Regions from separate parts of the Mus musculus genome. Here regions 1, 3 and 4 are each linked to region 2. A link is a contact called in public promoter capture Hi-C data. All regions are on one chromosome and are shown on one strand. The core of a region is the stretch at or near the end of the contact, and the rest is flanking DNA. Distances in the headings are between cores, read along the strand shown. Region 1 holds the start of Clec4a3 (C-type lectin domain family 4, member a3). Region 2 holds the start of Clec4e (C-type lectin domain family 4, member e). Region 3 holds the start of Clec4a1 (C-type lectin domain family 4, member a1). Region 4 holds the start of Clec4a4 (C-type lectin domain family 4, member a4).

The links. Promoter capture Hi-C pulls out the DNA fragments that hold promoters and counts their contacts.
Region 1: a promoter capture Hi-C map of macrophages shows a contact between it and region 2, with 6 read pairs. The contact joins the promoter of Clec4a3 here to the promoter of Clec4e in region 2. A contact is called at or near these places in 6 of 39 promoter capture datasets (embryonic stem cells, liver, macrophages and 1 more) and 1 of 9 other capture datasets (liver).
Region 3: a promoter capture Hi-C map of macrophages shows a contact between it and region 2, with 7 read pairs. The contact joins the promoter of Clec4a1 here to the promoter of Clec4e in region 2. A contact is called at or near these places in 7 of 39 promoter capture datasets (the C10 cell line, cranial neural crest, hematopoietic stem and progenitor cells and 4 more), 4 of 115 datasets of contacts at active chromatin or transcription factors (bone marrow-derived dendritic cells and embryonic stem cells) and 2 of 9 other capture datasets (adipose tissue and embryonic stem cells).
Region 4: a promoter capture Hi-C map of embryonic stem cells shows a contact between it and region 2, with 2.6 times the contacts expected there. The contact joins the promoter of Clec4a4 here to the promoter of Clec4e in region 2. A contact is called at or near these places in 4 of 39 promoter capture datasets (the C10 cell line, embryonic stem cells, liver and 1 more).

The regions. Positions count from the first base shown.
Region 1 is chr6:122,949,699-122,957,230 of GRCm38.p6, reverse strand. Clec4a3 (C-type lectin domain family 4, member a3) reads right to left here and starts at 4,587. Exons shown (of 6, transcript NM_153197.4): 1 at 4,282-4,587; 2 at 3,079-3,195. The coding sequence starts at 4,363.
Region 2 is chr6:123,285,770-123,292,634 of GRCm38.p6, reverse strand. It overlaps Clec4e (C-type lectin domain family 4, member e), which reads left to right and starts at 2,764. Exons shown (of 6, transcript NM_019948.2): 1 at 2,764-2,923; 2 at 3,646-3,741; 3 at 6,117-6,203; 4 at 6,276-6,427. The coding sequence starts at 2,887.
Region 3 is chr6:122,918,460-122,925,308 of GRCm38.p6, reverse strand. It overlaps Clec4a1 (C-type lectin domain family 4, member a1), which reads right to left and starts at 3,461. Exons shown (of 6, transcript NM_199311.2): 1 at 3,230-3,461; 2 at 479-592. The coding sequence starts at 3,335.
Region 4 is chr6:122,984,018-122,991,653 of GRCm38.p6, reverse strand. It overlaps Clec4a4 (C-type lectin domain family 4, member a4), which reads right to left and starts at 1,287. Exons shown (of 6, transcript NM_001005860.2): 1 at 1,206-1,287. The coding sequence starts at 1,287.

The DNA of each region.
Region 1 (7,532 bases), core at 3,338-5,837, 340 kb after region 2:
TCAGATGGACGTAACCCACCTGACTGGACTTCCATACAACCCTCAAGGACAGGGTATTGTTGAGCGTGCGCATCGCACCCTCAAAGCCTATCTTATAAAACAGAAGAGGGGAACTTTTGAGGAGACTGTACCCCAAGCACCAAGAGTGTCTGTGTCTATGGCACTCTTTACACTCAATTTTTTAAATATTGATGCTCATGGCCATACTGCGGCTGAACGTCATTGTTCAGAGCCAGATAGGCCCAATGAGATGGTTAAATGGAAAAATGTCCTTGATAATAAATGGTATGGCCCGGATCCTATTTTGATAAGATCCAGGGGAGCTATCTGTGTTTTCCCACAGAATGAAGACAACCCATTTTGGATACCAGAAAGACTCACCCGAAAAATCCAGACTGACCAAGGGAATACTGATGTCCCTCGTCTTGGTGATGTCCAGGGCGTCAATAATAAAGAGAGAGCAGCGTTGGGGGATAATGTCGACATTTCCACTCCCAATGACGGTGATGTATAATGCTCAAGTATTCTCCTGCTTTTTTACCACTAACTAGGAACTGGGTTTGGCCTTGATTCAGACAGCCTTGGCTCTGTCTGGACAGGTCCAGACGACTGACACCATTAACACTTTGTCAGCCTCAGTGACTACAGTCATAGATAAACAGGCCTCAGCTAATGTCATGATACAGGGAGGTCTCATGCTGGTTAATCAACTCATAGATCTTGTCCAGAAACAACTAGATGTATTATGACAAATAACTCAGCTGGGATGTGAACAAAAGTTTCCGAGATTGTGTGTTACTTCCATTCAGTATGAGAAATTTACTAGGACAGCTAATTTGTCAAAAAGTCTTTTTCAGTATATGTTACAGAATTGGACGGCTGAATTTGAACAGATCCTTCGGGAATTGAGACTTCAGGTCAACTCCACGCGCTTGGACCTGTCCCTGACCAAAGGATTACCCAATTGGATCTCCTCAGCATTTTCCTTCTTTAAAGAATGGGTGGGATTGATATTATTTGGAGATACACTTTGCTGTGGATTAGTGTTGCTTCTTTGATTGGTCTGTAAGCTTAAGGCCCAAACTAGGAGAGACAAGGTGGTTATTGCCCAGGCGCTTGCAGGACTAGAACATGGAGCTTCCCCTGATATATCTATGCTTAGGCAATAGGTCGCTGGCCACTCAGCTCTTATATCCCATGAGGCTAGTCTCATTGCACGGGATAGAGTGAGTGTGCTTCAGCAGCCCGAGAGAGTTGCACGGCTAAGCACTGCAATAGAAGGGCTCTGCGGCATAATATGAGCCTATTCTAGGGAGACATGTCATCTTTCAAGAAGGTTGAGTGTCCAAGTGTCCTTCACATACGTTCACCTAGGACCATGAGAATCTCCCAAGACAGAACAGTCTTGGTGAAGCCAGGGAGCAGGAATTACATCGATAGTTCAATTAGCCTACAAAGTTTTAAGATAGATAATGACTCAGCAACAGCTACTAAAAAAATAAATTACAGAGAGGAAATAAGTGTAGTATGCTATGTGTTATTTTTTATATATGAGTCCAAATTTGTCTGCCTCAGCCATTTCATGGAACACTACACATTTCAGTAATGCACTGAAGATATTTGTTCATATCTTCCATGCTCGCATATGTCTATAGCAATGCCAGCACACACAGGTCCAGATGTCATCTCCTCCTGGCTTTTCTTAGCCCCTGAGCTTACTTCTTACTTCTTACCTGCATAGCATCACCCATATGATTTTTTTAAGCACTGGTTCACTTGAACATTCTCAAAACTTCTTGAGACTGGGGGCCAGCATGTGGACTCTCTGACATGCTGCCCAATACATAGTAAATGGATATTAGTAATTATTGAATGCTAAGTATAACACCTACATAAAATACAGTTTATAGTTTTAAATTTTTGATGAATGTGAAAGCTAATTTACAGAGAAATCCACTGTTTTCTAAATTAGCTTTCTGGCACTGGCATAGACTCACACGAGAGAGCTATATCAGGGTCCTGTCAGCAAAATCTTTCTGGCATATGCAATAGTGTCTGGGTTTGGTGGTTGTATATGGGATCCCCGGGTGGGGCAGTCTCTGGATGGTCTTTCCTTCCTTAGCTCTGAGGATGCTCACAGTCATCTATTGGATGGAACACAGGGCTCCTAATGAAGGAGCTAGAGAAAGTACCCAAGGAGGTAAAGGGGTCTGCAACCCTATAAGAGGAACAACGATATGAACTAACCAGTACCCCCAGAGATGTGTCTCTAAGTTGCATATGTAGCAGAGGATGGCCTAGTCGGCCATCAATGGGAGGAGAGGCCCTTGGTCTTGCGAAGATCATATGCCCCAGTACAGGGTAATGCCAGGGCCAGGAAGTGGGAGTGAGTGGGTTGGGGAGCAGGGCCGGGAGAGGGTATAGGGGGCTTTGGGGATGATTTCTCTTTTACGTGTACCTATGCTAAATAAACAGAATTTTAAAGGCAAAAAAAAAAGAGTATAGGTGAGGGTGTTTCTTCCCCCACCCACCCATATATCCACCCTACTCCCTCCCTGTCATCCCCCAGAGTACGCTCTCAGAGGCAAAGGGACAGGGGAGGAAGAGAAGAACTCTGGAAGTTGGGCAACATTTAGAATATAAATAAATTGAATAAATAAATAAATAAATTTTTAAAAATAGCTTGCAGGTCTCACACAGACTGGGACAGAAATATATATATATATTTAGAAGGAGTTCCACTGGAGCACTGTCCCTAGAATAGCCTGGTCCATGACTTCTCATCCCCTTCTCATTCCAAAAGATGAGCATCTGGGTGTCCAATGGGGCTGGCTTCTAAATGCTGCCAAGGAGACACAGATTCATCCTCGGTACTGAGATCTAACAGATGCTCCAGGACATGTTTCTCTAGGCAGAATGGATTCCATCATTTTTACAGGACAGTAATTCTGAGACAGATCAAAATTTCCAATACTTTCTATCGCCCCAGAATAGGTTTCTTTCCCAGGTTTCTGGATAGCTGTCTGTCTAATAGCTACTTCTCTCCTTGCTTACTTGTTCCTCTGTACTTGTACTTACTGATCAGAGCACCGGAGAATAAGATTGTCAACAGCAGGAAATAGATTATGAGTGAGGTAAAGAGGACCTTAGAGAATTTGTGACAACTTTTCTGAGACGTGTTCTTCCTTTGGGGAGCTGAAAGACAAACAAAATTCATTTCTTGAGTTCTGTTATTTCCTCTTCTTTTTCCTATTCTGTTGCTGTGCCTGATAAACACTAATAATGTGATGTTTGAAATAATAAGAGAATGTAAATATGAAACAATCATGTTAATTTTAGAAACATTCCAAAATATAGAATAATTCATTCTTAACATTGAGGATAATTGTCGCCAATATTTGATATTCATTTTCCAACACGTTTAAAACTTTCACACATAAATTCATATTTTCTGCAATTGGCACATCATAAATACTGATTTGTGGCTTTTTTTTTTTCATTAAATCGTGAATTTTTTCCTTTATAATTTTTGTATTATTTCTGAGACAGAGTCTTGGTATGTTCCCAAGGTAGACCTTGAATTCATTATGTAATCCAAGCTGGCCCCAAACTTATAGCAATCCTCTGTCTCAGCCTCCTGAGTTTTGCTACTACAGACATGGGGTGAAACATCCAACCATTTTTTTTAATATCATCATGTCTTCTTTATCAGTTTTATAATGACTGCAGAGTATTTCATCTTATACTTTTAAAGTCTTACTTCCAACTGCAAAGAATGTGATAGTCAAGAAGTATTTGTAAACCTTTGTATACCTTTATGGTAACAATCGCTACATTTTTAGTCACCACTTCTAAAAGAGTTACAATACTTTCCAACCATGTGTAAGGTCCTGCTTTCAGTCTCCATCACTGGGATGAAAAGAGTGAAAGAAGCTATGCAACACTTAGATACCAAACAAACTATGCTATGTTATCAAATAGAGAGTGGGGAATTATTATACAGTAGCCTAACTTTTGAAACAATATGGTACACATATTTATGTGTATCTACATGTAGAAAAGATACAATATACTCGTATGGTATTATTTTTCTCTAGATGGTAAAAGTAAAGACAACACTTTCTCTTCTCCACTGTACAATCCTATGACCTTCCATGTCTGTCTACAGGCAACACACTTGGCTGAGGCTCCAGGGACCTGCAGGCATAGCCGCATCTAAGACCATCTGTCTTTGTCCTTTACCGAATCACTAACTGGGAGCAGCAGAAAATGCTTTCTTACCTGGCCAAGAGTCTGTGTCGATGTCTGAGGAGTCAACTTTATTTTTGAAGTTCGTGTTAACATAAATGTTTTCTGAAAACATGTTGAGATGAAAGTTTCCCCTGCCCTCAGAAGATGTGTGTCATCCCGTCTTTAAAATATCTCCTGAACAAGAAACAAACGTGACAGCAAATAATCCTGACACCAGCTAGAAATGAGAGGCAGTAACAGACAGCTGCCCTCAGCTTGCAGCACTCCCCTGGCCTGCAAAGGGAGTATCGCGGACAGAAAATGCATTCCGTCCAATCATAGAATTACAGCTATACCAAGAACCCAGTGGGTGAGAGAAGAAAACAGGAAGGAATGAAAAAGAGGAACCAGGGCATTAGAGAAGTCAAACTCCCTACGGAGTTGAGATTCTGACACTCACCCTGAGGCACCCTCCGCAATCAGGCCTCCTTTACCCAGCATGTGCCAAGTTCTACTCGTGATCTCTGAAGAGCTGCCAGTGGGTCTTCCTGAGTCTCTAGCACCACACTCAAGTCCCTGTCACGGACAGAAGCATTCTTCATCCCAAAGGCACCTAGTACACACCCTAGACTGTGGCACCACGCAGGGACAGTCTCTTCACCCTTCTCAGTCTCTGGAAACCGTTCCAGCACTGCCTTATGCATGGGCACTCTCTTTAACCTGCCTGGGTTCTGACAGGCCATTTCCTCCACATCCTAGCAAGGATTCTCTCTTTATCTTGAAAGTCGCTGAGTTTCCAGCTTGTATTCTCCACTGTCAGTCACATCCTGTGCCTCGCCTAGCTCCTGAAACCCATGCCTGGTTTGTGAGAAAGGTCCAGCCATCCGGTTTAGTCTCGGAATCTCAGCCTGATTTGGAGCCAAAACTATGCACGGTCCCCATCCTCCCAAATGCCAAGGTATCATCCCACGCTGCTCCTTGAGGACCCTCTGCTCACTCGTTTGGGGTTCTGACTTCCTGTGAGAAGTGCCCCAAGCATGGGTGCCTGCCTCACCCTATTTGAGTTCAGACTCCTCACCTGCCCGCTGTCAGACACAGCTGCCCTCCTCACCTCTCAGGTTTGTGGACCCACCCCCAAGGCCATGCGCTTTCTCATCAGCATGCCAATATTCCCCTCACCGCTTAGGGCTTCAGTTCTGCCATCAAGCCAGCCCTCTGCACAGTCAGATCATCGCATCCTACTATGGACACCTGCCCTGACTGAAATTGAATTATTTAGTAAGCAAAGAGAAAAATCACATTTTTAAAGGATAGAAGAAGGGCAAGAAAATTCGTAGTTCTCTGTACGAGGTTCCGGGACGCAGTGATTCATGGACACATACCCTCTCGCCTGTAATTGCTCGCTCCCAGAGACCATCCTTCAAGCTCCTTATGCAAAAGTGAGTTCTAAAATTGCCGCTATCTCCCTAGGGGAAAAATTCACATTGTGAGCTAACTACACTGTGTCATCCACAGTCCCGTACCCAGCTGGCTTATAGCAGCAAGCACTTATTTCTCAATCACAGTTTATTTGTGCTTAGGATCTGCATACGGATGACTGTAGTGATGCTTCGTCATTCTGGAGCCAAGGCCACAGAGCAATTGAACATGCATCACACTCCTCTGTTTTAATATGGTGGTCAGGACCGGCGGTATAGTATGACAAGCATCTTTTACCTTCAAGTCTTTTGTTTGCTAGCAAACCTGACAAGCTGAGTTAAATCCCTGGATCTCACATGGTAAGCGAGAACCATCTCCTGCACATTGTCCTAACTTCCATGTTCATCTACCTGCACGCATACACACACACACACACACACACACGTGTGTGCACGCACGCACACACATGCACACGCACATGCACGTACACTAAATAAATAAACAAACAAATAAATAGTGCGGTGGTCACTATAAAGTCATTTAAAATATTGGTCCCTGGCAGCCTCTTGCGCAAGCCTATAAATTAGGCAGAGAGGCTACCTCCACTGTAGGTGGTGCAGGTAGGTGTGTCAAGAACACCAAAGTTTAATTCTCCCACAGAGAATTATGCAAAGGCTTTTAAACAATTATGCAAACAACTTCCCATCTCTTTACATTATCTAGCTAAAGGATCTCTAACAGTGTCCTCAAAAATGTGGCATAAACAGCAAAAGAAACAATAGGCAGAGCAAAGAGACGGCTTACAGAAGGAAAAATCTTTCCCAAATGCACATGCAACAGGACTATGAACAGAACAGAGAATTCTCAAGGGAAGAAATGCAGAGAGCCCATAGACACCTAGAAAGGTGTTCAAAATAGTTAGCCACAACAGAAAAGAAATTTTAAACATTTTTGAGATTTCAACTCATGCCAATCAAAATGGAGTCTATCAAAAACACAAATGCTGGTGTGGATGCAGAGAAAGGGAACTTTACATGCTGCTAGTTGAAGTGTGAACCCCTAGTCACCATGGAAGTCAGTATGGTGTTTCTTCAAGAGCTAAAAGTAAGGGTGCCATACAGCCTGACTATATCACTTCTGTGTAGCAATCCAAAGGAACCTCAGTCCCCACACCACACCACACCACACCACACCACACCACACCACACCACACCACACCACACCACACTTGCAGGTCCACATCCATTGCTGTGCTTTTTGCAAGAGACTACTTTTGGAATCGGCCTAGATGCCCATCCACACGTGAAGAAAGAAAGCGTGATACACATACTCAATGTAATTTTAACACAACTGTAAAGAACAAAGTTATGGCATTAGCAAGAAAACAGACCTGGGCACTGTTACATTAAACAAAACAAGCCAGACCCAAAATAAGATGTTCGTGGTGCATCTTAACTTGCTCATTTCTTCTCTGTCCGTTGTGTAATTTTGCTCTTTATCTGTACAAGAAGGAATTTGTCTGGCTTTTTGTTTTCCCAGTCCCTACTGGGTAGCCTCTAGCGGCTTTGGGATTTCCTGAGTGGCATTAGTACCTTGTTGTTTCTTGGGGGTACTTGGAAAATTTATGATAGCAAGTTGACTGGGCAGGAGTGTAGGAAGGGTCTTCAGAAACACTAACCTTGTGATAACTTGAGTGCTCACTCTTTGACTTATCTGTCCAGGGAGAAAAGGGATGCAAGAAGATTAGTTTGGCCTCATACCTTAGCACACATACGGTGACCCCACCCCCCATCTCTCACCATCTACAGAAATCAACTCAAAATAATCAAACCCTTAAATGTAAGTCATGAAGACACTAGGGAAAGAAAACATAGATGAGCTAT
Region 2 (6,865 bases), core at 1,515-4,014:
CAGGTAAACAGGTAGAACATCTTTAAGAGGAAAGACAAAAATCCCTTTAAGAATTACAGAAAAACACAACCAAGCAGGTGAAGGAATTGAACAAAACCATCCATGATCTAAAAATGGAAGTAAAAACAATAAAGAAATCACAAAGGAAGACAACTCTGGAAATAAAAAATAAAAATAAAAATAAAAAACTAGGAAAGAGATCAGGAGTAATAGATGCAAGAATCACCAACAGAATACAAGAAATAGAAGAGAGAATCTTAGGTGCAGAAGATACCATAGAAAGCATAGACACAACAGTCAAAGAAAATGCAAAATACTAAAAGGCCTTAACCAAAAACATCCAGAAAACCCAGGACACAATGATAAGACCAAACATAGGGATAATAGGTATAGAAGAAAGCAAAGATTCCCAACTTAAAGGCCTAGTAAATACCTTCAACTAAATTATAGAAGAAAACTTCCCTAACCTAAAGAAAAAGATGCCCATGAACATACAAGAAACCTAGAGAGCACCAAATAGACTAGAGCAGAAAAGAAATTCCTCCTGTCACTTAATAATCAAAACACCAAATGTTAAAAGCAAAGAAAGAATATTAAAAGCAGTAAGGGAATCATGTCAAGTAACATATAAATGTAGATCTATCAGAATTATACCAGATTTCTCACCAGGGACTATAAAAGCAAGAAGATCCTGGGTAGATCTCATACAGACACTAAGAGAACACAAATGCCAGCCCAGGTTAAGATACCCAGCAAAATTCTCAATTACCCTAGATGGAGAAACTAAGATATTCCATGACATAACCAAATTTACACAATATATTTCCACAAATCCAGCCCTTCAAAGCATAATAAATGGAAAACTCCAAAACAAGGATGGAAACTACACCCTATAAAATCACTGTCCAATGCAGGAAAATAATCTTCTTTTTTTATTTTTTATTTAATTTTTTATTAGAAATGACCTAAGGAGCTGAAGAGGTTTGCAGCCCCATAGGAGAAACAACAATATGAACCAACCAGTATCCCCAGAGCTCCCAGGGACTAAACCACCAACCAAAGATTACACATGGAGGGACCCATGGCTCCTGCCACATATGTAGCAGAGGATGGCCTTGTTGTTCATCAATGGGAGGAGAGTCCCTTGGTCCTAAAAAGGCTTAATGCCCCAGTGTAGGGGAATTCCTGGACCAGAAAGCAGGGGTGGGTAGGTTAGTGAGCAGGGGGAGTAGTGAGGGAATGGAGTTTTCAGAGGGAAAACCAGGAAAGGGGACAACATTTAGATGGTAAATAAAGAAAATATATAATTTTAAAAACAGAAATAAACCCAACCAAGGAAACAAACATAAAACTCTACAGTGAAAACTTTTAGACTTTGAAGGAAAAAACTTAGGAAAAAGACCTAGAGGATAGCAAAACCTACATTGCTTATGGGTTTCAAAAGTTAGTCTAGCCTACAAAAAGAATCTTGAGACACAAAAGACCAATGATACAGAAATAAAGTTTTCTTTTGGCATGTTTGTCTGGAGTATCAGGTCAAGGATTTGGTAACCCCATGGTTTGGATCTTGGAAATGATGGCACACCATGATAGAAGTCAAGAAACCATTGAAGACTGAAATAGTTCAGACTCTTTCAAAGCCACTGAAGCTATGGCCATTTCACAAGAGCTCATCTCTATACATCCACAAAGCCTCTTCTCTGGGGAGCAAAGCCTTACATATGAAATTTCAGTGACAACTCAACCAAGCCATATCAATTTTAAAATATGCTTCAAGATACTTGAAAAAAATCCACGTGTCTGTAAAATAAAAAGTTCTGAGGGAAATTTCCAATCTGTGGAAATAATAGAAAGTTTCCTTGAGGCAAAAAAAATATTGTGTAGCACATAGGAAATCTGGCTCATCAAACACGGGGATTACCAAGTCATATGTGTAGCACTTCTATCTCCTGACACTCATAACCTCAAGACAGCTGATACTAGTGTGACTTTTACAGACATTAAAGAGTCTTTAGAAAACTTGTAGGAAGTTAAGGAAAGACATCCTATATCAAGCTCACATTCCAGACAAACACTGAGTTCTGTCTAACTGAAATTGCTTCTGCTGACACTCAAATCTGTTCCTCCTCTAAAATTTCCAAATAAATAAAAAATAGAATTAAAGTACCTAATGAGTCCTTAGACATTGTGTGTCAGTTTAAGAAACTGAACTGACTCACAAAGGCATGTGTGGCTGATCTATAAAACAGTCCAGTGGATAGCATCTTGGTAAAGGGGTCAGATTCCACACAGTGAGCACCTAAGAGCTGGTAAAGGAAGAGGAACAGAAAGGACCTAAAGAAAACTTTCATTGCCAACTTGTAAATATGCACATTATGTTCCCAGCTGTGTGGTGTGGGCAGAGATAATTTAGAGGCTCTCAGCCTCCTGTCTGTGAACAAATGTATACTTGATAGAAACAACAAACAAACAAAAAACAACAAGAATTCAGAATGTGGTACTGAGGCACATAGTGCCAAAGGAAAATCGGGACCAAGTTAGACTTTGAGAAAAGTAAGGCATTTACCAACTAAAATAACACAGATATATTTTTCAGGCCTCTCTGCCATTTCTCTTGATGCTTAGCATATACTTCATCATTTCCTCTTTTGTGGTCTGGAGTGAGAATTGGCGTGGTGTCCACTAAACTCCTTGTCCTTGTGCAAGAGAGGAAATTCTGACTTAATTGCACATCTATAAAGCACGTTGACATACTGTGCTATCCGGTCTGTTAGTCTTGAACTTTTAAAAAGAGGGCCAAGGATTCACCATTCAAGACTCACTTTCCAGGGGCTCTTTCTAAACTGAGAAGAGAAGGAAAAGGAAGAAAGGCAGGAAAAAGGAAGAATGAATTCAACCAAATCGCCTGCATCCCACCACACAGGTACAATCTAGGCATCCTCCTTGACTCTCTTAGAAGTTTGCCAAGGGCTAGGGTGATAGAAAAGCACTTACTGAGGTGGAAACAAAACAAAAGAGAGGAAAGGTCAGAGCTCTTGCTGAGGAGTCTGGGAGAAGGGGCCAAGGGAGGTGGGAGGAGCTTGCCTGCTGACTGTTTCTACCTTCTGTGATACTCTGAATGTCTTTGAGCAAGTCCTTCACTTCTGTGGAATTTACTCGAATTGTCTGTAAAATGTATATCTGGCATAAGAAAGTACTTACTGCATGGCTGCCAACTGTTTGGTCTAATTTACAAAAAGCTTAAAAATGAAATGCTGAGAAGAGCCCAGCAGGAGAAAGACTAGAAAGGCAAAGGGAGAAAGTGAGGTAAGATGAGAAGAGAAGAAAGGGAGGAAGCACGGAGGGCAGTCCTTAAAGTGCAGAAGCATTTTAAATGGGGAGAGTAGAAATGAAAAGCTCAGACTTCTTAAGGTGTGGTTTCCAGGCTAACATCGGCCGGAAGCAGAGGCTTCCACACGGCTCGCCTGGATTGTTAGCTTTCTGGGTGAGGACCAACAGTCTCCAGAGGGCACGGATGCATGGGCAAGCCTGGGGACTGGTAGATATGAAATGAAAACAGGAAGGAGTAAAGATAAAGTCAACTCAAATCTCGTTCGTATATTGCTTTGGGAAGATCCACTGTGTATTTTATCCTTCTTCCTACAGAGAGAGGATGCTTCAAAAACTCCCAAGTGCTCTCCTGGACGATAGCCGGGGCCTCCATCCTGTTTCTCAGTGGCTGTTTCATCACCAGATGTGTCGGTGGGTTCTGATGATCAGATTCACTCTGTCTCTCCATGGCAAACACTAGCAGTAGATTCTTGCTTGGTGCATCACTTTTCCTATAAAGAGGCTTTTTGGTTTTGTTTTAATAAAGTTTTGTGCATGCTATATTTAATTATTCTTGACCGACTTTGTTGTTTAACAGTTTCATATGTGTATATAATGTTTTCCATTACTCTTTCTCTCACACCCTCTCTTATGTACCTCCCTTCACTACTAACCCCACCTGCTTCCTTTCTCAGTTTCATGAGTTTTAGTTAGTTTAGTTTAGTTTAGTTTAGTTTAGTTTAGTTGGGTTTAACATGGGCCATCTGTATGATCACAGAGGGAGGGCATCCATTGGAGGAGGGCATCCATTGGGGGAGAACATCCATTGGAGGAGGGTATCCATTGGAGGAGGGCATCCATTGGGGGAGAACATCCATTGGAGGAGGGTATCCATTGGAGAATGATAGGGTCATTCAGAGTACACAATTGAAAGGAGCAATTTCCCCACTCCCTGAATCTATCAATAGGAAGCACTCCAACAGAAGACGTACCCTTCTCCAACCATTCTTTGGCAAACCCAGCACAGGCCTGTTGGTTTGTGATTGTAATAGCTGTGTCCTCTCCAGAAGATGCCGTTTTCCCAACTATTCGCCTTTTATTCAGGCTATTACATTCTTTCCCTTTTCTGCAGTGTACCCAACACCATAAAATGGGTGATTAATATCTGGTTTAGAGATGAACACTATCCATTATTTATTCTCAGCACCTTGTGTAGTCCTGTACTTCTTCATCCTCTGCCAGTCACCACCATGACAGGCTCTGCGATGGAGGCTGCGCTGTGTTTATTCATCTATGGACATAAACACAAATATATAAATGGCAACTTGACACTATATTAATTTGCGCTTCCTGGTTCCACCTTTCCCCTCAAGGTGTCCCGATGCTGCTGGTACACTGGCTTGGAGAGGGCTGGGCAAAGTCCTGAAAGCGTGGGGTCCACAGTCTGCCTCTTCCCTTGGCCCTATCAGTCGCTGCTGCAGACTGGGCTGAAAGATTGAAGCAGAGTCTGGAACAGGCAGGATCCCCATCTGGTTGGGATCAAGTCGGCTATGTGTGCGTGGAGAAGGCTTTTGCTAAGAATCTTAGTGTTACGGGTCTGACATCTTTAATGAAGCAGCTCTCTGAGACAATCTTAGCTTGTCAGTATTTTGTGGGAGGTGGATTTGAATGCATAGACTTTATTCAGGATGAGCCAAGGGTTATATAGTTTTGGAGAAGAGCATGAGAATATCCAGAGAAGGTAAAGGTCATTGGCTGAAAGCTACGGCTACTGAAATGCCTCATTTTTATGGAGAGGTGTTCTAGGTGCTGAGTCCATGACTGACCACGTGGTTAAGGGTCACCTGGTTATAGGCTCTGAAGCAGGCATGGAAACAGGGAAGGAGCTAGTTCTACTCCTGCCACTCTCAAGTTCTGAGATTTCCAGGGTTTAAATATGCTCTACCTCACCAATTCCATACCATTCCTCTTATGGCATGGTCCCACACTCCACATTAATTCAGCTAAGTGGTTCTCAACCTTCCTAATGCCTCAACTCTTTAAAATAGTTTTTCATATTGTGGTGACCCCTGAGTGTAAAATTACTTAGTTGCTACTTTGTAACAGTAATTTGGATACTGTGATGAATAGTACTGTAAATAAATATCTGCTCTTCAAGATATCTGATAAGCCACCACCAAAGTGGTTGAGACCCACAGGTTGAGAACCAGTGACTTAGTTTAGACGTGATATTCATAGGCTCAGTTATGGACTATGATGTTCCCTGCTGTGGGTTTTTTTTTTTTGACCAGATGTATAGCATCATTTTATTTCAATTTTCTCTCTATCCATCCTCAAGCCCTAGGCTGTTTCCTAAGCCAGAAACTCAACTATAACTGAATTTCAGTCATCTCTGCATATTTTTGCAGTGTATATTTTCCATTCCCTTGGTGCTCTTGAATTCTTCCTCTCAGACCACTATCATTAGGTCAGCCTTCTCTATGAAATGTTAACCTGCAGCTGAGATACCTGGTCAGGATGAGGACACAACAATTTTCTTTATGGATGGAAGGTTTAGATGATTAGACATGACTCAGAAGGTACTGCAAACATGTATCAAAAATAAAACTTATTCTTCTTAAGTTAGGAAAGCCATCAAATATGAATTACTCTTTCTTTGAGGAAGGGCATCCCAGTATGGAGGGGGGAATAGTGGGAAAACATTGTGACCACTGTTGGCTGTTTTGTTATGAGCACAAAACAGGAGGGCAAGGGTTTCAGCACTGAAAAGGACACAAAGCATTAACCACTTCCCTTTCCTCTTACAGTAACATATCGCAGCTCTCAAATTTCCGGGCAGAACTTACAGCCACATAGAAATATTAAGGAGCTTTCCTGCTACAGTGAGGCATCAGGTATAACCATCTGCAGCACACAGAATCATTAGCAAAGTTTCTGGGCAATGTCTGAAGCCTTTCTCCTCTTAGGTTCAGTCAAGAATTGCTGTCCTTTGAACTGGAAACATTATCAATCTAGTTGTTATTTTTTCTCTACGACAACCTTGACCTGGTCATCAAGTTTAAAGAATTGCTCAGACATGGGGGCTCACCTGGTGGTTATCGACACACAGGAAGAGCAGGTAATTGGCCAACAAACTCTTCAGTGCTGATGCCATGATCTTTTCAGATATGTTCACCTGAACCTGTGATGTGTGAGCTGCAATTGTTGCCAATGGTGTGGGCTGAAATGTGCCCCTGTCACTGTTTCTCTGCATGACTTACATTCTCTCTCACCATTGCTACAGTCTTTAAAATGATAATTTAAATGAGGAGTTCCCATATTAACTAGAATGGAGGGGAGAGTACGAATCTAATTCTAGAATAATATTTTGTTGATGGATACTTGTAGAAGTGAGGGCAAACATCTAATACAGGTTGTCTTCAGGCTGATTAATTTCTCATGATAAATAGATACATCATATGTGGTTGTCATTAACATCAGAGAAACTTTGAATGAATTACCAAGAATCTCGTAGAACTTAGAAGGTCTTCATCTGTTGAATTTTGTTACTTGTAGC
Region 3 (6,849 bases), core at 2,212-4,711, 370 kb after region 2:
TTCAGAAAGCTAACCTTATATAAAAATCCTCTATTTGTTAAATTAGCTTAGATCTCACATAGTCTGGAGCAGGAACAAAATATTTAGAAGGATTTCCACTGGAGCACTGTCCCTGGAATAGCCTGGTCCTTGTCTACTTACCCCCTTCTCATTCCAAAAGATGAGCATCTGTGTATCCAATGGGGCTGGCTTCTAAATGCTACCGAGGAGACACAGATCCATCCTCGGTACTAGAATCCAATGTAGATACCCTAGTATGTCACTTTGTGACACCAACAAACATGTATATGATTCTCTAGTGACAATAAATGATTTTTACAGGAAAGTCATTCTGTAATTAAAAATTCCCAAATGTCTTCCCAAAGAAAGTTTCTTTTCCAGATTTCTTGGGGAAACCACTGATAAATTACCTGTTTCTAATGGATGTCTCTCTTTGTGCCAGACAGACATTGCTTACTTATTCGGTTGGCATACTTACTGATCAGAGCAACAGAGAATAAGATTGCCAACAGCAGGAAAAATATCCACAAGGCAAGAAGCAGCCTGGGAAAGCCAGGGTTACTTTTGTGAATAGTGGTCTTCTTTGGGAGAGCTAGAGGAAAAAATAAACTAATTAAATCAGTAATGAATTCTACCGTTTCCTCTTCCTTATCTTCTCCCTTTTCTGCCATAATATATCAATAGTACAGACTCTTGTAGTATACTTGGTATTCTATTTACTTGACAATATATTGCAACTTTAAGAAATTAGTTTGTATTTGGGGGACAATTTTATCTTGAAGGAGAGTTTGAGTGTCCCTTTCTCCACCCATACTGGAGAAAGAAAGCAGAACCTCACACATGCTGAATGCAAGCTCTGTTACTAGAGTTACTAGGGTCTATACTATTTCTGAGAGGTTGTTTTTTTTTTAACTATGTGATTATTTCAGCCAAACAGTGGATGGAGCTTGAGGACTCTTATAGAAGACTAGGAGGAAGGATTGTGGACTCCAAAGGGTATAAGAACTCCACAAGAAGACCAACAGAGTCAACTAACCTGGACCTTTGGGGCTCTCAGAGTCTGAACACCAACCAAAGAACATACACAGGCTGGGCCTCTCCGCTCATATGTAGTAGATATGCCACTTGACCTTCATGTGGGTCCCAAACAACTGGAGTGGGGGTTTATCCCAAAAGCTGTTGCCTGTATGTGGGATATATTCTTCTAGCTAGGCTGCCTTGTGTCTGGTCTTAGTGGGAGAGGAAGCACCTAGCCTTGCAGAGACTTAAAGTGTCAAGATGGGGAGAGGAGATATCCTGGGGGCTCTGATCCACTCAGAGAAAAAGGGGTGGGGGAGTGGGGAAGGACTGTAGGAGGGGATGACCAGGAGGCAAACAGTGAGTGGGATGTGAAGTGAATAAATAAAAAATAAAATAAAATAAAACTGTATAGGAAGGAAACAGTGATGTCCATTGGATAAACATGAAAGCACAACTTTCTATCACTGACAAGAACTCATTAATATTGGTATTTGAGAGACACGAGTGTGTGTGTGTGTGTGTGTGTGTGTGTGTGTGTGTGTGTGTGCCCTTTTATGGAGTTTTAAGGTGTACATGTGTGCACATTTCCCCATATGACTGACATATCACAATCACTTTGTTTGTTTGTTTGTTTGTTTGTTTGTTTGTTTGTTGGGTTTTTTTGGGGGGGTGGTTTCGTTCTTTTGCTTTTTTGGTTTTTTTTTTTTTTCGTTTTTTCGAGACAGGGTTTCTCTGTATAGCCCTGGCTGTCCTGGAACTCACTTTGTAGACCAGGCTGGCCTCGAACTCAGAAATCCACTGCCTCTGCCTCCCGAGTTCTGGAATTAAAGGCGTGTGCCACCACACCCGGCACAATCACTTATTTCTGCTCTGTTATTTTCTGGACATTTTTCTGTCACCATATTTTCTTCTTTAATGTTCTTTATTATGGCTACATAGAACTTTGTTGTATATTGAAATAATCTCCCAAACTGCCTCTAGCATTACTGTGAAGCATGCAAAACTGACTAAGTCTGTATAAGCATACTTCCCATGTTTCTGATATGGTCTAATGTCATCTTTTTAGCTGTCTCTTGATTAGAAACCATTTTCTGAGTTGACAGAGACTGAGGGGGGAAGAGGCATAAAAGAAAGGGAGAAAGAAGAAGAGAGTAGTGGGGAGGAAGAGGCAAATGTCACAGCTGCTTTCACACTTGGTGAACTTAGATGTGTGGTGTGTATGTGTGTGTGAATGTATTTGTGTATGTATGTGTGAGTGCTGGTGTGTATGTGTGTTTGTTTATGTGGGTGTGGGTATGTGTGCATGTATGTGTGAATGCATGTATTGTGTATGCTGGTGTGTGTGTATGCTTCTGTGTGTGTGTATGCATTTGTGTGGAGATATATGAGTGTGTTGGTGTGTGGGTGAGTATGCATTTATGTATGTGTGCACATGTATATTCGTGTGTGTGTGCATTTGTGTGAGGAGTGTGTGTGTGTGTGTATGTGTGTGTGTGTGTGTGTGTGCGTGCGCGCACATGTGTGTAGAAATAGATATGTGCCATGAAAGCAGAAGGGAGGAATATTTCAGAAAGAGGAAGGGATGATCAAGAGAGCAAGGAGAGAGAATGGGATAGGGTTAGGGATGTACACAAGGGATAGTGATGTCTGTATAAAATGCCAAAATGAATCAAATGGTTGGCTTACACGCTAGCTAAAAATTAAATAAAATTCTCTCAGAAATAGTATAGACCCTAGTAACTCTAGCAATAGAACTTATACTCAGCAAGGATGAGGCCCTGCTTCCTGTCCCCAGTATGGGTGGAGAAAGGGACACTGAAACTCCCCTTCAAGATAAAACTATCCCCCAAATATCAATATCTGAAAGTTATGACATGCTGGTAAGTAAACAGAAAACAAAGTAATAGATAACATTATTTTCACAGGTAAAGTATCGTTTTACATACATAAAAAACATGCAGTAGAACTCAAACTTTCTCTAAAGACAGTATCCTGAACTCATTTCTTTGCCCAGTACAAGGCAAAGCCTTTCAAAGCTACTTGACAGACAGTTGAACCTGCTGAATTATCTCCTGTCTCACACCACAGCCTCTGAGACAGCCAGCACCAACATCCCGCAGGCCTTGTTCGTAAACACCTTCTTTCATTTCACCATTAGCTTAGAACACCAGAAAATGATTCACTGTTCTGGGGGTGCAGGAAGGTTTACCTGAAGACGAGTCTGAGACGGTACATGAAGACGAGTCTGAGATGAGGCCTGAGGAAACAGGTTGATTTTTGAAGTTCACGTCAGTATAAATGTTTGGTAATGCCATATTGAGAAGAGACCTGCTTTCTTCAGAGAACCTGTGTCAGTCTTAATACACTTAATATAAACGAGAAATAAACATGGTAAGGATTAATCCAGCATCCAGGATAAGGTGCAGAGACACTTAATGGGCAAGTACCTCTGAGAGTACAGCATGAAAATTTAAAACCACAGGGTGGAACTCTCTGGGCCACAGAGGGCTGATCCCCACAACCAGAAAAAAAAAAAAAAAAAAAAAAAAACAGAATTGCAAGCTTCAAACGCATTTGTCATGGATATGCAAACACTGTGGACACTGTGGCCTGAACAGGGAAGAGGAAGAAAAGTGGCAAGGAAAGGAAAAAGAGGAACCAGGCATTAGAGAAGTTTCCCCTGAAACCGGTGCTCTCAGCACTCCACAGCAGAGTTTGGGCATTTCCACACACAAACGTGATTTCTGCAACCAACATGAGCTAAAGCTGCCTATAGGGAGAAACAACATTCACTCTAGCCAAACAGCCGAGTTCTGACCTCTCCATTCTAAGAGGGTCCTTGACCTTGGCATCTTTCTGGCTCTTCAGAATGTGCACCACTGTAAGACAGGGCAGATTTCCAAAGTCTGCAACCTGTGTTCCTTCATCTTGGGAGTGAGGAGCTCCTAAAAACCAAGCCAAAGCCCTGGGATGGCTCTGGACTTTGTCTTCTGCTGTGTCGAGTTCCCACCTCTTCTAGCAGTTCTTCTGCTTTCTCCAGATTCCCTGGGAGACTCTGGAGGCTGGCAGACTGTGCCTGGCTGTCATCTACCATCTTCACTCATGCTATGTGCTGCTTTTTAGAGTGTGCGCGCACACACACACACTGCCCCGTATGCATGCTCCCTACACAGACCCTGAGATCATTTCTCCCGAGTGTCTCAAGTTTGTTCTATATCTTCTCAGGAACATGAGAAGCTCAAGGCACTGGGAGATTAAACCTTATGTGTCTTACCTACGGAGTCAACACAGTTCTTCACAACTCAGGAATAGGAGGATATGCTTTGTCAAGCTTGGCTGTGAAGCATGGATGCGCACACAATCACATACATGCCTGCAACGCACATACCACAGCATCGAGACGCTGTGGGCTGCAAGGAGCAGGCCCTCCTTCAGTAATGTGGCAAAGTTGCAATTGACAAGAGAAGCCACAGAAAAATTAGATACCTGAGGAGAAAAAGGCCAAATGCTAGGAAATCAGCAGCATTCTTAAAATAGCTGAAGGATCAGAAACAAACATTAGGTCATTTAAACTGAGTGCTGTGAAATAGTTTAAAAGATATCCACATAACTAGCTCAGAATAAACCAATGAACCATCCACCAATCCAAGGGAGGCCCAGCCCCAGGAGAACTCACCAGCAGCCACCCAAGAAGGCAGTGATGGATGGTGAGACACAAGGGGCCTGTGCAGGTACCTGGTGCCAATATGTAGAATTTCTCCAGAGAAAAAGAACCATCCTGGGACCCCACATTCAAGTGCCCAAAACTGTCAACCCAAAGTCACAGCTCTTACCACAAGGGAAGTAAGTAACAGTTTATTCTGGAGTCAAATATGAGTGACACTGATGTGGAGATACAGGGTCCTACTCTTCCCAATGCCGTGTTCTAGTGTGCTGCTGACATTCATAAAGTCTTTATAGTTGTGGAAGGAAGCAGAGGCAGTAATTGTCCCCAATGAGAGTAACTTGGAAGAAATGTAAGAACGTTGCAAAAGAATTCAAAAGTGAGTTCAAACAATTCAAAAGAATGATAATGATTATGCTCCCAAAAGTCAGCCTAGCATTAGAACGGCACTACCCATAAATCTCCCCCTTAATGGAGACATCTCTAGAGCAGGACATCCTCCCTGCCTCTGTGTCTCTGAAACAACATTCTTCCTGATAAGCTGCCAAACTCTCCAGATGCCTGTCCTTGAGACCTTAAAGAAATAACAAACTCAAAGGAGATTAGGGCCCCACATTTAAATCATGAAGGAAAGGTAATCAGAGAGCACAGACAGTTACAACCGGCCATAAAATTAGTCCCTGAACAGACACACATTAACCGCCCCCCCTTCCCGGCTTCAGTTCCATCCCACCAAATGATTACAGCCCTCCTCTCCCCTTTTCTGTGAACATTCAGGAGATTCCTAACTGTACTGTATATAAACCCAGTGTTTTCCAGACTCAGGCATCCCTTGCCAGCATTCACCCTGTGAGTGTGAGGCATGTGATCCGAGTTCAAACTTGAAACAAGAAGATTTTTGCAAATTGCAGCAGAGTTTGAAATTCTTGGGCTTTGGGTTTCCCATGATTCAAGACATAGCAAGTACATACCATACGTGACTTTCTGGGTCTAGGTTACCTCCCTCAGGATGATATCTTCTAGCTCCATCCATGTGCATGCAAATGTCATGATGTCCTTGGCTTTTTTTGTTTTGTTTTGTTGTGGTAGTGGTTGGTTGGTTGGTTGGTTGGTTGGTTTTTTCGAGACAGGGTTTCTCTGTATATCCCTGGCTGTCCTGGAACTCACTTTGTAGACCAGGCTGGCCTCGAACTCAGAGATCTGCCTGCCTCTGCCTCCCAAGTGCTGGAATTAAAGGTGTGCGCCACCACTGCCCAGCTGTCCTTGTTTTTAATAGTTGATTAGTATTCCATTGTGAAAATGTGCATTTTCTTTATCCATTCTTGGGTTAAGGTGTTGGGGTCGGCCTGCGGCTCTCATGTCCAGGTTCGAGCTTGGGAGGCAACCTGGAGCTGAAAGAAAAGAGGGAACCTAGGCAGGTCGAGAAATAATGGAACCAAAACATGCTAGTCTGTTCAAGGTTCAAATGTTTAATGGCAACTGCGCTTATAAAAAGGGGGGGAGGCCCATTCCCGCCAATTCATCCTTGGAGCCTGGAACCAGCTGCAGGTGATGATGTGCAGGATAGGGTGTAGTCTCTGGAATAGCTCTGGGGCCTCTCAGCAGGTAACGGTATATTGAAGAGGAACAGCCACAGTGGCTGAACAATAGAGTGATCTAGGGAGGAAGGCTCCATCCTAAGTAATCCCCTTAGTGACAGCAAGGTCAAGGTCTGGCTCAGCCAGCTTCAGGCTGAGAGAAGGTTACATTAAGGGACATCTAGGTTGTTTCTAGTTTCTGGACATTATAAATAAAGTAGCTACAAAGTTGAGCAAATGTCCTTGTGGTATGGTGGAGCATCTTTTAGGTATATGCCCAGGAGTCATACAGCTGGGTCTTGAAGTAGAACTATTCCCAATTTTCTGAGAAATTGCCAGAGTTCAAAAGTGGCTATACAAGTTCGCATTCCCACAAGCAATTGAATAGTGCTCCCCTTGCTCCACCTCCTTGCCAGCATGTGCTATCACTTGAGTTCTTGATATAAGCCATTCTATGGGGTATAAGATGGAATCTCAGAGACACATTGATGACTAAAGACTTGAACATTTCTTTAAGTGCTTCTTGGTCATTAGAGATTCCTGTTGAGGATTCTGGTTTGCTCTGTAGTGCATTTTTAAATTGGATTA
Region 4 (7,636 bases), core at 38-2,537, 300 kb after region 2:
GTATGAACATTTCAAGTAACAGAAAAATAAAAGCACAAACTTACACTGTTGAAATAACTGATATTAATATTTTGAGATCTGAAAAATATATATGTGTGTGTATATACATATATATGTGTATATATGTATATATATGTACATATATATATATATATATATATATATATATATATATATATATATATATATGAAAATACTTGGTTCATAGCCTTTCATGGAGGTGTGTGTGTGTGTGTGTGTGTGTGTGTGTGTGTGTGTGTGTGTGTGTGTGTGAAGGGAAGTGTAATGAGGTAGGATCTCACTGTGTAGTACTGGATGGTCTGCAACTCATTATGTAGACCAGACTGGGCTCAAATCTTCAGTGATCCTCCTGCCTCTGCCTCCTCAGTGCTGGAATTAGGCCAATCCTGGCCCTTGCAGTAAATCTTAAAGTATGTGCATATAAAGTGTTTTCCTGCATGATGACCCAACATAAATAGTGCCACCTGGCCTACAACTTTTCTTTACATTAGTATTGTAAATACATTTTCATTTCACTATGTTTTCTTAGTGTTCTTTATTATAGATTCAGCACTGTATACATAAATAACTTCCAAACTGCCAAAATATTAAAGACACATATACAATAACAGATAAATATTTCTATTCATAGTCCATCACTTTAGCATAATGTCTGTCTGCTAGCCACCACCACATGGCTGGAAACTTCATGGAGGAAGGTACAATTTAGTGGCACAGCAACTAGCCATCAAGTGAGAGGTTCTTCTGTGATCTATAGTATAAATGAAAAAGTTCCTTCAAGATAAAATCTCAACACAGAAACAGTTTTCATGAAGTTACAAAATACTGTCAAACATAGAAGGTAGAGATCACTATTAAACAATATGACTTCATTTTCAGAAAAAAAATGTATTTATGCTCATTTGTATAGAGCAGTAAATGCAGCAAGATTCAAGGTTTAGTTTCTGTAAATGGCAAGAGCAAAAAACATTCTGAGAAAGCTTTTCCTTCCCACTATAAAACTGTCCAGCTCTTCAAGTTGATCTACAAATAGTTTAAACAACTAAGACTCCAGTAAAATACCAGATGGGAGCGCTCAAAGAATCATTCACAAATACCACCTAACTTTGCTAGTGGCCATTCCTTTATCCTCCAGTCTACATAAGTACAGAAAGGTGGTTTTGTTTCCTTTTGTTTTGTTTTACCTGCAGGACATTTTGAGTAGGTGTCCAAGGAGTCGGATTCATTCGTGATCCTCACTTCTGCATAAGTGATTTCTGAAGCCATTTCAAGAAAAGACCTGCCTCCCTCAGAAAGCACAACTCATTCTCTCTCTAAGGCTCTGTAGTATGTGAGAACCAATTGCAGCAACAGGTTGTCATGTCACACAATTGTATGAAAGAAGAGGCATGTCTCACTAGGTTAAACCACATGAGAACAAGAAACCACAGCACGGAATCACTCAGGTCACACAGGGGAAATCCAACCTCTTAATACAAGAAAATAAGAATTGTAGCCCTCAAACCCACTCAGCGAGGTATGCAAGGACTGCAAAGTGGGAACTCAAAGGGGGAAGAAAAGAAATAGGAAGGAGAAGAAAAGAGGAACCATGCTATTAGAGAACTCTATCCTAAGACACAGCAAACATAAACTCGCGCAGTTCTATATGCAAACCAGTTTTCCTTTTTTTTAAGGAAAACCAGACAAAATGGGCAAACACTTAAGACATGACATTGATTTTGACTGAAGAAACAAATTGTGATATCACATTCTAGAGGATCGTTGTCCCTCACTGCCACGCACTTCAGTCGAGTCAGCTTGACAGACTGTGAAGCCTAAAAGCCACTCACAAGGCAGAGAGTTTCAAGGAAGCTCACCTCCTGGAGTTTATCCATATACTCTATTCCTGCGTTAGTCTGGTGTATGGATCTATGAGCTCTCTTTTAATATTTTATTATAAATACCTTTTAAGATTAAATTATGTTATAGTTAGTCTCCCCAGTGTTCCAAGATCCCAGAAGCGGCCAGAGCTTAAAATCCTGTGAGAAGGCAGTAAGGAAGTTAGCCTATTCAGTAACTAATTAAGCATTACAATAGACAGAGCCAGTGGCTCAACTGGTCTGCAGAAAGAGCCAGAGAATCTCTCCAAGATAGAAATCTTCAGTAAGGCTACATTGAATATTAAAAGCAAGTTGGTATATTCTCCTGACAACTGGAGATTCTCCAGATACTTAAAAGTTACACTCATATAAGAATTTAGCAAGGCCTAGGAAATTAGGTGGGTTGTGATATTACATTATTCTTGAGGTCTGCCAAGAGCAGAACCCCCTGGTGCTAGCCTTCACAAGGTTCACAGGTATAACACTAAAGTGTAAAATCCTTGCCTGTCACTAAGCTGACCCTAGACAGGACTGCTTTATCTTTACTGTAAACATTTACCTGGTTCCTGTAAATCCTTTTAAAGTCATTCCTTTGTTTTGTACCTGGTAACTTCAATGTACCTTGCCTGCTGTGACTTCCGACCCTTGTATTTTCTGTACTATAAAAAGTTTGATGCTCAACCTGACAAATACATTCAGATTCTACACAACCTCTCCTGTGTACATCTGTCTGTCATATCATCCAATGCTTTGCCCACCTGCGACTAGAGACCCGTTCCACGCAGACATAGGGATCAGAGGGTCTGCGACACCTCACCATTGTGTGGGATCCCACTTTTCTCTCAGCTGCCTACAGTATTGGGAAGGCAAAGCTCATATCCTGTTTCTTCTGAAGCTGATCCTCTGAACACTCTGCCTCCTGCCACAGGTACATAACTACCTGCATGGGGACTCTCCACTCACTTTGATATTGGTCACATCTAGAGCTCCTGAAACAGCTCTGGATAGTAGCTTGTGGGAGGACATTGTTCTCTTCTTGTGTCTCTCTTAATCCTAATGCTCCTCAGCATGAGCTAAGTGTTCACTGCACTGTTGGAAAATCAAATGGGTCACAGTGTAAAAGAGGGGACACTTACATTAGTTGCTAAAGTTGGGATGATTTGAGTCCCTCCCACAGACATCTTCCAGCTCATAGCCACAAGCTCAACCTTCAGTTCTTCCAAATACTTTCCTTCTTTGAATCTCCTCTAGCTACTCCCATGCTTTTACATATAACAAGCAAAGAGTGCATAAGAAACACACACACAGTTTTTATTGGTTTTTCTCTTGCTTTTGTATCCAAACACACTGAAAACCATGGGTTCACACTATAATGGCCATTTTAATATAATGCCACAAATTTCATTTTATTTCCCAGATTTCTGCATTTCTAACCTACATCTATGAGTGAAAACAAATCTATGTTTATTATCTGTATCTCAAACTGCCAAGTGATAATCTTTAAGATGCTACTCCTCTCCTTCCCTTAACATCGATCACCCTTCACTAAGAGGCCTGTCCCTTCTGACTGGGCTCCAAACTTCAGGTCTCCTGAAGTGATACCTTCCTTCATTAGGCTGAATATTTCCACACAGGACCAAACATATTCCTGAAGTTCTTACACCTTGGCTGTGGAAAACCTCCTTTGACTGACTTGTGCTCTGACTCCTCATACTGATCTTTAAGGAGACTTCATTCAGCTTCTTTGGGGCTTTATTATTCCACTAAGGTCACCTTGATGGACAGAAATGATCATTGCCCTAAAGGTATTGAGTGGCCACACAGAGGTATCCCACAAAACAGACATCATCCTTACCTTGCCAGTCCCTGAAACCCACACCAACACTGCCTTCTGTTTAGACACTCTCCTCATCCTACTTGACTGCTAACCCCCAATGCCAGGTCACCCACAACCAGGCAAGAATACTCTCCTTACCTTAATAGACAGTAATGTCCCATACTGAGCTTTCCACCATATACATTCTGCCCATGCCTGGTCTACCCCCTGCAAGGAAACTTATACTGAGAATTTTGGAATTTTAGTTTCTTCTAAAAAAAAACATAGAAATATAAGAATATGTTTTCATTTTAATCGAAGTTGTGGGGGTATGAAGTTGCTTTGGACTCTTCACAGCAGCTAGCTATGGTCAACCTTGTGCTCTAGTAGTGGTGTGATTTTGCCAATTTCTACTATTGTGTCATGTTTGGAATTCTGGGAACTTTCCAGAGGGCATGTAGATTCTATAGCCCCAATATTCATGGTTGGTGATTCTTGGGGGGATGGGGGGGTTGTAGTTTTGTTAGTAGTCATGCTCAAAGAAGAAAAAAAGGAAAGAAATTAGATTCAAGGATCTCTCTCTCCCTCTCTCTCTCCCATCTATCCTTTTTCTCCTATCTAGTTAAAGTGTGGTGAAATGAGAGGGAGCAGAGATAAAGTGTGGGAAAAAGAAGAATCCACAAAGTAACAAAGGAAGACAAAAAAAAAAAAACAGGCAATATGTGGTGCCTCAATCTGGGGCTCAAAAATTAAAAATAAAAACGAGAAATTTGATTTCAAATGCCATGAAGGAAATGACATGGGGTGGGGAAAGATGGATACTTTGTTTTAAGAAGCCAGTAAAAAGTTTATTGCAACTGCTACTACTAGGATATCCCCAGCAGTGCTCTCAGAGGGATTTTCTGGATTGTTTTTTTTTTTTTTTCTATCTTTGTATATTTTGTTTCAAAAAAAAAGTTTGAAAGACTGTCTGAAGAGTTGGAAAAAATTGTGGCTAGAAATGGAGGGGCATGAAATACTAAAAAGGACGGGTGGAAACAAAGGGGGTCAGTCTATTCTTTTGTTTCTGAAAGGATTGTAAAGTTGGCTGTGCAACTGGAAAAACTATGGGTGGAGGTGGAAGCACAAGAGAACAAGGATCACTGAAAAGGGAGAACATAAAAGGCTCAGGCCTGAGCAAGAGAATGGGGATTTCTCACAGGAAGTATGAGGAAAGAGACTGTGCTAGAGGGTGTATGGGTCAGAAATTAGCTCAAAATGCAGGAGGACAATCTGATGAAACAGGCCATTTTGAGAGAAAGGGTTAATCTCTAACCAATTATGCTGACAGAGTGGGAGAAGGGGAAGCCTGGAGTTATGAGACAAACATCAGCTTTCCTAAAAGTCATATAAGAAGTACCTGGTAATGGTACAGAACAAGGTTATAACAAGATAGGATGGCATTTTATGGAAATAATACGTGTAAAGAAGCCATGATGTCATATGAGATGCACTCAACTTATGTGAAACAAATTCTAAATAACTGGGCTACTCTAAATAGAATTATACCCCAATACTGGAAGGGATTGGTGACAGTTATACTAAAGGCTGATCCACAGTTGCAATGGTTAGCAGGGTAGAGGGAAGAAGCAGCAAATATTTAACAGTGAAATAGAGCAAGGGGAATGATACCTGCATTGATCTTAAGTAGTCTCTCTTTCCTCTCATGTTCTAATGAGAACTGAATATATCCTATCTCTGATACATTCTGTTAAATCTTTGATTCATCACCACTTTGTCAACCTCCTCCTCCCAAATTAGACATCACTATCAAATATGGCTGCTTCCTTCTATTGTTTGGGATCAAAGGTGTATACTAAGGGCATGTCTGTATGCCAGCCAGACCATACTATAATCCATAGAGTATCTGTATCCCAGTCAAGTCACATAGACCTAGAAGGTACTCGGATGTGAGTCCTTCCATAATATGAGAGTAGCCAAGTCCCTCTCCAGTGCTCAAAGAAGAAACAAGAAGACAGTCTCTCTCTCTCTCTCTCTCTCTCTCTCTCTCTCTCTCTCTCTCTCTCTCTCTCTCTCTCTCTCTCTCTCTCTTCTATCTAGTGAATAGGAGGTGAAACCTTGGGGATAATGTAGGGGGATAAAGGATAAAGGGTGGAAAAGAAGAACCCATAAAGTAGTAAAAGACAAGCAAACCTCTTTTCAACCTTCTGTGTCTTGGAATCCCAACCCAGTACAAAGCCAACATTATCCTTAGGTGCCCTCTTCACCTCTTCCAAATGTTGAGGGTTGTTTCACCTCTCCTGTCTCATCAGCAGAGAGGCAATATATAACTGGTCTTTGCTCCTTTGTGAGTTCTTCTTCTTCCCATCACTTATCACCCCAATTTCACCCCCATCACTATATAAGAAAGAAGGATAGAAGGGAGAGAGATGCCTAAATCCAATTTTGTCCTTTCATTTCTTTGAGCATGACTACTAACAAACCACAACCAACCCCCCGAATGATCCACAACCTCCAACCCCACCACTACAGGCCCTAGCATTTCTACACCCTCTGAGAAGGTCCCAGAAATCCAAATGCCACACAATCACAGATACTATCTACAGCTGGCAAAAAAAAAAAAAAAAAAAAAAAAACATGCCTCTGCTAGAGCATGCAGCAAATAAATCATAGACAGCTGCTGCCAACAGTCTAAAGTAGCTTCATATCCCAATATCCCCACACCTGGGATTAACATGAAAACTTATTCTTATATTTCTGGGGTTTTTTTTTATAAGAAACCAAAATTCCAGAATTATCACTACAGCAATAGGGTACCTTACTTTACTGATGACAGTCTAGAAGACTTGGATCCCAGATGAAGTGGTTTATAGATTACAGCCAGAATGCCCACAGGGTACAGGCTCAATGTACTGTCCAGGTTCCTCCCATGCTTCTTTTACCCTTGCCCTATAGGGATACCAGCTTATAGACATCTTGTGATAAGATAAGTGGAAATCTTGAAACTTGAGTAACTATCAGAATGCCTAAAGTCTAAAAATCATGCTTCACTAACTCAAGGATCGCTTGAGTTAGTCTCCTCCTGCACTGACATTTGCTGTTTAAGAATAGAAAATCCAGTTGGAAGGATCAACATTGTAAAAATGGCAATCTTGCCAAAAGCAATGTACAGATTCAATGCAATTCCCATCAAAATTCCAACTCAATTCTTCAACGAATTAGAAAGAGCAATCTGCAAATTCATCTGGAATAACAAAAAACCTAGGATAGCAAAAACTCTTCTCAAGGATAAAAGTACCTCTGTGGAATCACTATGCCTGACCTAAAGCTTTACTACAGAGCAATTGTGATTAAAAATGGCATGGTACTGGTATAGTGACAGACAAGTAGACCAATGGAATAGAATTGAAGACCCAGAAATGAAACCACACACCTATGGTCACTTGATCTTCGACAAGGGAGCTAAAACCATCCAGTGGAAAAAAGACAGCATTTTCAACAAATGGTGCTGGCACAACTGGTTGTTATCATGTAGAAGAATGCGAATCGATCCATTCCTATCTCCTTGTACTAAGGTCAAATCGAAGTGGATCAAGGAACTTCAAATAAAACCAGAGACACTGAAACCTATAGAGGAGAAAGTGGGGAAAAGCCTCGAAGATATGGGCACAGGGAAAAAATTCCTGAATAGAACAGCAATTGCTTGTGCTGTAAGATCGAGGATTGACAAATGGGACCTCATGAAACTGCAAAGCTTCTGCAAGGCAAAAGACACCATCAATAAGACAAAAAGGCCACCAACAGATTGGGAAAGGATATTTACCTATCTTAAATCAGATAGGGGACTAATATCCAATATATATAAAGAATTCAAGAGGGTGGACTCCAGAAAATCAAATAACCCCATTAAAGATGGGGCTCAGAGCTAACAAAGAATTCT